Regions from separate parts of the Ovis aries genome. Here region 1 is linked to region 2. Evidence: chromatin contacts called from public Hi-C data. All regions are on one chromosome and are shown on one strand. The core of a region is the stretch at or near the end of the contact, and the rest is flanking DNA. Distances in the headings are between cores, read along the strand shown.

Evidence for each region. A called contact is a pair of places that touch in the nucleus more often than the background predicts.
Region 1: a contact with region 2 is called in a Hi-C map of liver, with 2.5 times the contacts expected there. The contact joins two enhancer-like sites. A contact is called at or near these places in 5 of 16 Hi-C or Micro-C datasets (liver, mixed tissues, muscle and 1 more).

What each region holds. Positions count from the first base shown.
Region 1 is chr4:89,617,300-89,621,507 of ARS-UI_Ramb_v3.0, reverse strand. The region is part of intron 5 of WASL (WASP like actin nucleation promoting factor); the gene reads left to right. Among named protein-coding and RNA genes, the nearest start is that of WASL, 57 kb to the left of the region's middle. Within about 2 kb of position 1,362, at least 1 of the 54 cell types and tissues checked has an H3K27ac peak or open chromatin away from gene starts, as enhancers often do. A contact at or near this core is called in liver, where this site is marked.
Region 2 is chr4:89,542,490-89,547,089 of ARS-UI_Ramb_v3.0, reverse strand. ASB15 (ankyrin repeat and SOCS box containing 15) reads right to left here. Exons shown (of 11, transcript XM_004008024.6): 11 at 116-3,417. The coding sequence ends at 3,245. Among named protein-coding and RNA genes, the nearest start is that of LMOD2, 17 kb to the left of the region's middle. Within about 2 kb of position 1,804, at least 1 of the 54 cell types and tissues checked has an H3K27ac peak or open chromatin away from gene starts, as enhancers often do. A contact at or near this core is called in liver, where this site is marked.

The DNA of each region.
Region 1 (4,208 bases), core at 113-2,612, 75 kb before region 2:
CTTAGGTTACAGGACTGCTTTGGGATAAATAAAGTAATCAAAGTGTTTAGCATGGTGCTTAATACTAGTTACCACGATGAAGACAGTGACAGTGACCATACTTACAGCTACCCTTTAATGGTCATTTGCTACTTGCCAGGCATTGTCCAGAAACCACATGAAGTAGCAGCTATTATCCCTGATGTAGGTGAGAAGACTGGCACAGATAGGTGACTTGCTCAGGGTCACAGAACTAGGAAAGTGGAGCAAGATTCAGTCTCAAGTGTTCTAGCTCCAGAGCCTGGCTCCTTAACCGCTGTGCTGTAACCACTGTGCTACATACATCAGGATGGTTTTGAAGGAGAAACTGAGACCTAGAGAGGCTACATAACATGCCTTGAGGTGTGCAGCTAGTATGTCACAGAAACAAGGGAAGCAGAGCAGCTGAGCCAGAAATCTTTCATCTGTGAACCTTTAATGTAGCATTAGAAGTTTTTCCACTTGTTGTGTGCTCAATATTTTAATCTCTTTTAATTTATTAAACTATTTGGCCTTCTGTGAGCATATATTAAGTACTAGTGTGGAAGGCTTCCTAGTGTTAGCATCTTTAGGGGAAGTAATCTGAGATTATAAAGTGTAGATGTTGTACAAATAACATAATTAAAGTTAAGGATGTAAGTACTTTTTGATTTTGTAATTTAATCAATACATATGAAATATATTTTTGAAGAAGCACCTAATCCACAATGATTTGAATTTGGGTATTCTTTATGTGACAGTGATGTCTTACAATTTTATTATCCCTAGTAAGAAGTACTCATAATTAAAAGAACCATTATGGTTCTTGGTTGTAAATCTTAAGATACAAAGTTTTAACCTTTTGGTACAGTGGTCCCAAACTTTTTTTCATTAAATAAACAGAAAATTAAAAAATGGTATTGTTAAAAAATTATACAGTATGTGTTGCCAATATTTGCATACTTATTTATTTATAAGATACACATACAATTATTAATAGAAATTTTCATATTTTTCCCTGAGGTCTCAGAAAGATGACCTATTGCTTTTCTGCATTTGCTGCACTGCCACTAGGTGGCGGTGGATGCTTTTAACCGCCTTGCAGAGTCCATGCAGGGGCTTTGTTCCAATCCTCATTTCGATCAGTCTAGCCGACCTTTTCAAATTGTAACTGTAAAAAAGACACTTTATGTAGAAGTTACATGTATTCCTGCCGTAAAGTACATTTAGGACAAGTGTTTTCCTCATTAACTCCTAATCCATACACTTTTCTTTTTTTTCTTTATTGATCAACCTCACCTTTTAACTTAGACGCTTGCCAATGATTTGTTCTCAGCTTCATTACTGCTTGACATCAGAGGTCACTAGGCCACCTGTTTCTCAACTATTTTACCTTGGTGAGAGCTCTCTGCCTTTTATGTAATTAAGTGGGAGAGTTTAGTTCTTTTAGTTTTAAATTTAACTAGAAATGCTGTTGAGTGAGAATATTTAAAAAACCTTTTCTCTAATAGTTGTTGTTCGTCAGAAGAAGGTAATTTGTCATAACTGCTTTTTGAAAAAGAAGGGAAACAGCACCCCTTCATTATGTATTTACAGAATACATGTTCTTAGGATGAGTATAATTTCAGAAATGGAATAAGTAAAGTTTACTAGAAATGATTTATTTCTATTACCATATCTTTCATAAACTTTATTTTAAAAATGATTCTGTACTTTATACAAGTTATTAATTTTTTAGTCTGTCACTTTTAACTATTTAATTAGGTTTTAGAACATTATTTTAAATTTATTTCCTAACATCTTCAAATGCTGCCAACTAAAATAGCCAAATACTTAGTCTCTTGAATGTGTAAAAAGCCCTTTTTTCTAAATTTTGAAACTCATAACCATTTCTTGTAACAGTTGGACCACAAACTAAAAGAACTGATAAACTGGTAAAGACATAAAATATGCTCATTGTAAAGTTAGCGCTCTTGATCAGTCTTGTCATTTAACTGTTGTGTAGAAGGTACAGTAGTTAATAGAAAGAGTAGTGGACTAGAAACCAAGATAGCAGAGTTTACCTTTTGCTTTGTCACTGTGTGACTTTAGACAAGTCACCTGCCTCTTTCTGTCCTTAATTGTTGTTTTTTGTTTGTTTTGGTTTTTATTATAGAAAGAACACAGCTGAGTATCATTCTGTTGATGATGACACTGTCCTTAGTTTTTGTCTAAAATGAAAGATTTCAAAAAACTAGCTAATTTCCCAGCTTATACCAGTTTTTTTAATAGGTCTCTAAAATCTGAATTTTTCTATATAGACTTAATTAAATAGTGTTTTTTAACCAATACTGATGAAGTTTGTGTGAAATAACACTAAGTAGCTAATGGCACAGCTTGGTAGATGTATAACAATATATCCACACCTGATTTTGGAGAACAGTGAGGAGGGGAAACTTTGGTATTCCTTCTGAATATCACTTATGTTTCATTCCTGTCCTTTCATCCTTGACTTTCTTCAGGATGGCTGAGTTATTTTCTCTAGTGACTTGTAAATCAGGCTTACAAGCATCTTAACTTTATTATTTCCCAGAAAAGAATTTACTAGCTTGAATAATTTAAACTGTTAACTTTACCAACTTTATACCATTTAGGACATTTTTAGGGTAATAGGTTACTTTTATATAAACTAAAGTAACATCAAAATATTTTTACTATTCTTTTTTCCTAAAATTAATTACAACTGTTAAATTTTTGTTTTGTTTTTCCGGCTGCACCACACAGCTTGTGGGATCTTAGTTGCCCAACCAGGATTGAACCCAGTCCTCATGCAGTAGAAGTGCAGAGTCCACTGAAACACCAGGGAATTCCCAAATTTCTGTTGTTTTATAATGGAGGATCCGGTTATTCCTTTATTACTGCTATTTGGACACACCTATTTCAGGAAGGATGACGTGCATAAAGAGAGTATCTAACTCTGATATACCTCAAACTGACTTCAGTACAGTTCAGTCCCTCAGTTGTGTCCGACTCTTAGCGACCCCATGGACCTCAGCAAGGCAGGCCTCCCTGTCCAAAAACAACTCCCGGAGTTTACCCAAACTCATGTCCTTTGAGTCGGTGATGCCATGGAACCATCTCATCCTCTGTCATCCCCTTCTTCTCCTTTCCTCTATCTTTCCTAGCATCATGGTCTTTACAAATGAGTCAGCTCTTCACGTCAGGTGGCCAAGTATTGGAATTTCAGCTTCAACATCAGTCCTTCCAATGAACACCCAGGACTGATCTTCTTTAGGATGGACTGCTTGGATCTCCTTGCAGTCCTAGGGACTCTCAAGAGTCTTCTCCAACACCACAGTTCAAAAGCATCAATTCTCTGGCACTCAACTTTCTTTATAGTCCAACTCTCACATCCATACATGACTACTGGAAAAAACCATAGTCTTGACTAGACGGACCTTTGTTGGCAAAGTAATATCTCTGCTTTTTAATATGCTCTCTAGGTTGGTCATAACTTACCTTCCAAGGAGTAAGCATCTTTTAATTTCATGGCTGCAATCACCATCTGCAGTGATTTTGGAGCCCCAAAAATAAAGTCAGCCACTGTTTCCACTGTTTCCCTATCTATTTCCCATGAAGTGATGGGACTGGATGCCATGATCTTAGTTTTCTGAATGTTGAGCTTTAAGCCAACGTTTTCACACTTTGATCAAGAGGTCCTTTAGTTCTTCCCTTTCTGCCATAGGGTGGTGTCATCTACATATCTGAGGTTAGATATTTCTCCCAGTAATCCTGATTCCAACTGTACTTCTTCCAGCCTAGCATATCTCATGACGTACTCTGCATATGAGTTAAATAAGCAGGGTGACAATATACAGGCTTGACGTACTGCTTTTCCTATTTGGAACCAGTCTGTTGTTCCATGTCTAGTTCTAACTGTTGCTTCCTGACCTGCATACAGATTTCTCAAGAGGCAGGTCAGGTGGTCTGGTATTCCCATCTATTGAAGTATTTTCCACGGTTTATTGTGATTCAGACAGTCAAAGGCTTTGGCATAGTCAATAAAGCAGAAATCGATGTTTTTCTGAAACTCTCTTGCTTTTTCGATGATCCAGCAGATGTTAGCAATTTGATCTCTGGTTCCTCTGCCTTTCCTAAAACCAGCTTGAACATCTGGAAGTGCATGGTTCCCGTATTGCTGAAGCCTAACTTGCAGAATTTTGAGTATTTCT
Region 2 (4,600 bases), core at 555-3,054:
TCACAAGTACCAAAGAACCACTTTCAACCCATAGTAGGTGCAGTGAATTCATATCCTTTCATTCAAGTGTTTCTTGAATATATTTACATAAAACGCATTAAAGAAAATGTCAAACTTTTGTGTACTCGAGTTTATTTAATATCTGAGGTATCTTGAATGTATTTATACAAAAATACAGTAAATATCCAAGTTTTAGTTCATTTAATATCTGAAGTATCATATGGTACACTTAAATCTTAAAAAAAAAATCTACTTAGAGTAAGATTATAGATAACAACGCATTTTAGCCACAAGTAGGAGAGCAACAGAGGAATCACAGGAATCCCATACCCAAAACATTATAGTTCTAATTAAATACATTAGAGTTTAATCTATATGAAAATATATTCTTTAGGGAATAAAAGTGGTTAAAAGTTATGTCTAATTATACATTTTTTTCATACTTATAGCTAGAGCTAAATACAATTTGTATAGCTCATAAACTAGTGAGATAGTACTATTGAAAGAATACAATAACTCAAGATAAAAATGACTATAAGAAAATCTAAGAATGAATCCAAGTAATTACATAATTAAAGCTATATAACCAATTCAGAGATTCAGAACTATCATTTTACCATGAGGTCACTGATTAATTTTGTCTGGATCTTATACAACATAACATTCACTCATTCAATGTATTCAACAAGTAATTTTTGCATTCTCTCTATGCTCTAGGGAATGTGTTTGACCCAAAAAAACCCTGTAAAACAAATTGGACATAGACCCTGCCCTCACAGAGCTTACAGTCTAGTGGACAGACAGATGGGAACATAGGTTTCTGTAACACAGCATGAGAAATGCTGTTCTAGGGCCTCCCATCCTAGAGGCAGGAACACCTAAACTGAGACCTGTAGGATAAGGGGTGGAGGGAGGAAGAAGGAGATGGAAAGGGGATGCCAGGCAGAAGGAGAAGAACATACAAAGGCCCCGAGGGCCAAGAAAATAGTCTCTTTTAAAACAGTGGTTCCCAAATCAAAGACCTCAGAGACTTGTTGGGCTAGAATGAAATTTTCACTCATCAATGTGACAGTGGTTCCCAAATCAAAGACCTCAGAGACTTGTTGGGCTAGAATGAAATTTTCACTCATCAATGTGGAAATGAAGACCAAACTGTTAAGTTTTTACAAAGATAAAGTAATTCAATTTTAATAATTGAGTTTAAGGCAGCCCCATTTTCTGGCATTAAAATGGCCCTTCTTTTATGAAATATCCATGATAATAGATTTTATATATGTATATATAAAACAGATGACCCTATTTTTAAAACAGAAACTAGTGATGTATAGGTAGACTAGTTGGTGAAGAATCTGCCTGCAGTGTAGGAGACCCAGATTCTATCCCTGGGTTGGGAAGATCCCCTGGAGAAGGAAACGGTAACCTACTCCAGTATTCTTGCCTGAAAAACCTCATGGACAGAGGAGCCTGGTGGGCTACAGTCCATGGGATTGCCAGAGTCGGACATGACTTTGTGACTAAACCACCACCACAGTGATGTATAAAATCACTGTTCAAAGCATTAACTTATCAGAGGTATTTAACATGTTTAAAGAGCTGGCATACGGGAGACACCAAGAGATAAGGCTAAGAGGAAGGCAGGGATTTGGAGCAGATGGAGAACTTTGGACTTTATCCCAAGAGCAGTGGGAATGATTTTAAGCAGGGGAGTGAAACTTGCTTACATTTGTAAAAGATCACTCTGGGATGTTCTGTGTAGAACATGGGTTAGATGAGGCAAGATAGCAGAGAGGAGGATCAGTTTGGCAACACTGCAATATCCCAGGAAGAAAGGAGATAAGAGCTGGTATTCAGGCTGAATCAGTGAGACTGAGTAGAAGATGACTTCATGAAATAAACTTGGATAAGGAAAATGGGATGGTCAAATTTTATGTGCAAGTTTTGACTTGGGAAACTGAATCAATAATTGGGTTAATGAGAGTCCCTTGGACTGCAAGGAGATCAAACCAGTCAATTCTAAAGGAAATCAGTCCTGAATATACATTGGAAGGACTGATGCTCAAGCTGAAGTTCCAATACTTTGGCCACCTGATACAAAGAACTGACTCACTTGAAAACACCCTGATGCTGGGAAAGATTGAAGGCAGGAGGAGAAGGGGATGACAGAGGATGAGATGGTTGGATGGCATCACTGACTCAATGGACGTGAGTTTGAGCAAGCTCTGGGAGTTGGTGCAGGACAGGGAAGCCTGGCATGCTGCAGTCCATGGGGTCACAAAGAGTCAGATATGACTGAGCGACTGAATAATTGAGCTAGAGATAGTAAAAGAAGGAGCTCCCCCCCTTTTTTGTGGAGGAAGACAACACATTTGCTTTAGGATATGTTGAATTTGAGGTTCCTTTGTGTTCAAAGGTCCTGTAGGCCAATTGTCTACACAGGTCTCATGTGCATGAGAGAAAAAGTTGAACTTCAGATATAAATTTACAGTCAAAAAACATGTAGGTTGTAAATAAAACCATGGGTATGGATGAAATGTCCTGTTGAACGGAGCGTAAAAAAAGAGAACTTAAGATATGTTACTAAAGAGTTGGTAGGAGGTGCACAAGAAAGAAGCCAGAAACAGAGTGGTTAGACCGGCTGGAAGAGAGCCAAGAGAACAAGATACCTGGAAAACCAAGGGAAGACCATTTCCTGGAGTAGAGTAGGTAATAGTGTCAGATGCGGCAGCAATCAGTTGCAAAGACTGGAGGATGCTCACGGAAAGTAGCAACAAGCAAGTTGATAAGGACCAGGGGAAGGGCAGTGGAGGGAGTAGAAGCCAGATAACAATGAGGGCATCTGCAGAGACAGGGAGGAGCTCTTTTATACAGTGTGGCAATAAGAGAAAGGACAGAATGGGCCAGCAACTGGGGTTTGAGAAAGTGATTGATTGTTTTACGAGCAAAGGAGAGACTTGCTCATGGATACTGTAGGAGCCACCTGATAAGGAGAGTTTGAAGACTTGTTGCGAGCAAAGATAATCAATAGAAAATCACATGCAAAATATTAACTCTCTTAAAAAAAAATCACAATGTAAAGTTCTTTAAAGATGTGAAATATGGTGTTCCCCAAAGAACCCAGGATCCAGTTATAAAATTGTCAGTGGATTTAAATATATGTCAGGATGTAAAACGATTCCAAGAAATTCTCCGAGGGAATCTCATTTAAACATATTTTTAAAGTCACATTTAAAAATATTATTTTAAATTATGGCAGTTTTAGCTCTTGTCCATAGAGGTCATACTCTTTAAATAATATGTATCTTTGAATAGTTGGTGGTAGAGAGAGCTTCTCCATCGAGGTTGGCTGGCAGAGCCGCTGTAGCCCCATCAGTCTTCGAATTTTTAACCGACATAAATGCTTTAATGAGCATGGATTCTCTAAAGTGAATGGGGAAAACAAGCAAAAAATAAAAACAATATGAATGAACCTATAAGATACAGACTGTTTTAGAATAATACTAAGTGTCATTCTAAAAAACAAGCATGCACATGTTAGTAACTTGTGACTGAGTAAAATTCAAATTGCAATTAAGCATTCCACACCCTTCCTCTAGAATGCAAGCTCCATTGAGGTAGGTATTTAGTGTGTCTCTGTGTCAAAAACTCTGGTACTTTGGCCACTTCATGCGAAGAGTTGACTCATTGGGAAAGACTCTGATGCTGGGAGGGATTGGGGGCAGGAGGAAAAGGGGACGACAGAGGATGAGATGGCTGGATGGCATCACCGACTCAATGGATGTGAGTCTGAGTGAACTCTGGGAGTTGGTGATGGACAGGGAGGCCTGGCGTGCTGTGATTCATGGGGTCACAAAGAGTCAGACATGACTGAGCATCTGAACTGAACTGAACTGTGTCAAAAACAGAGCTTGACTTCTAGGGAGTGTTCAACTAGAATATGCTTTTTGTTTTTGTTTTTAACCTCGCCATGTGACATGGGGGATCTTCCTCCCTTGGGGATCAAACTCCCTGCAGTGGGAGCGTGGCCTTAATCACTGGACTATCAGGGAAGTACAGAATATGTTAAATGAATGAATGGACTTGATTAAAGGAAGCAAATGCTCATATCTCCTACTATTTATTGTTTAGAACTGAGTATTTTAGAGATACATTCCTTCGCTTCTGTTCTCTCCTACCAATCTTTCTGATGAATAGTTATCTGTGAATCATCTGATACAACTGATTGCATATGTCAGTGATTCAATCTTAGGTTTGGTTCAGTGTATGACACCTAAAAATTTTATATTTTTCAAAAAACCTGCTAATGTTGTTCAAATAACTGATGTTAAGTCTTTCTTTTCAACTCTTACTTTATCTCTAGTAACTTTATCTTTAGTATAATTACAGTACCGAAATATTAATCCAGCAACAGGAGTGAGTGAAAAGGCAGCATTGCCCACAGGCTTAGAGGTAAGCTCTGGACTCAGTCAGCTTGGATTAAAATCAAGTCTCTGCCACTTAAATAGTATTTGTGTTATCCTGGACAAGCTACTTAACCCCTATGATCTCAGCATTCTCACCTGGGAAATGTGGATAACAGTGGGACTCACCTCATAGGACTGTT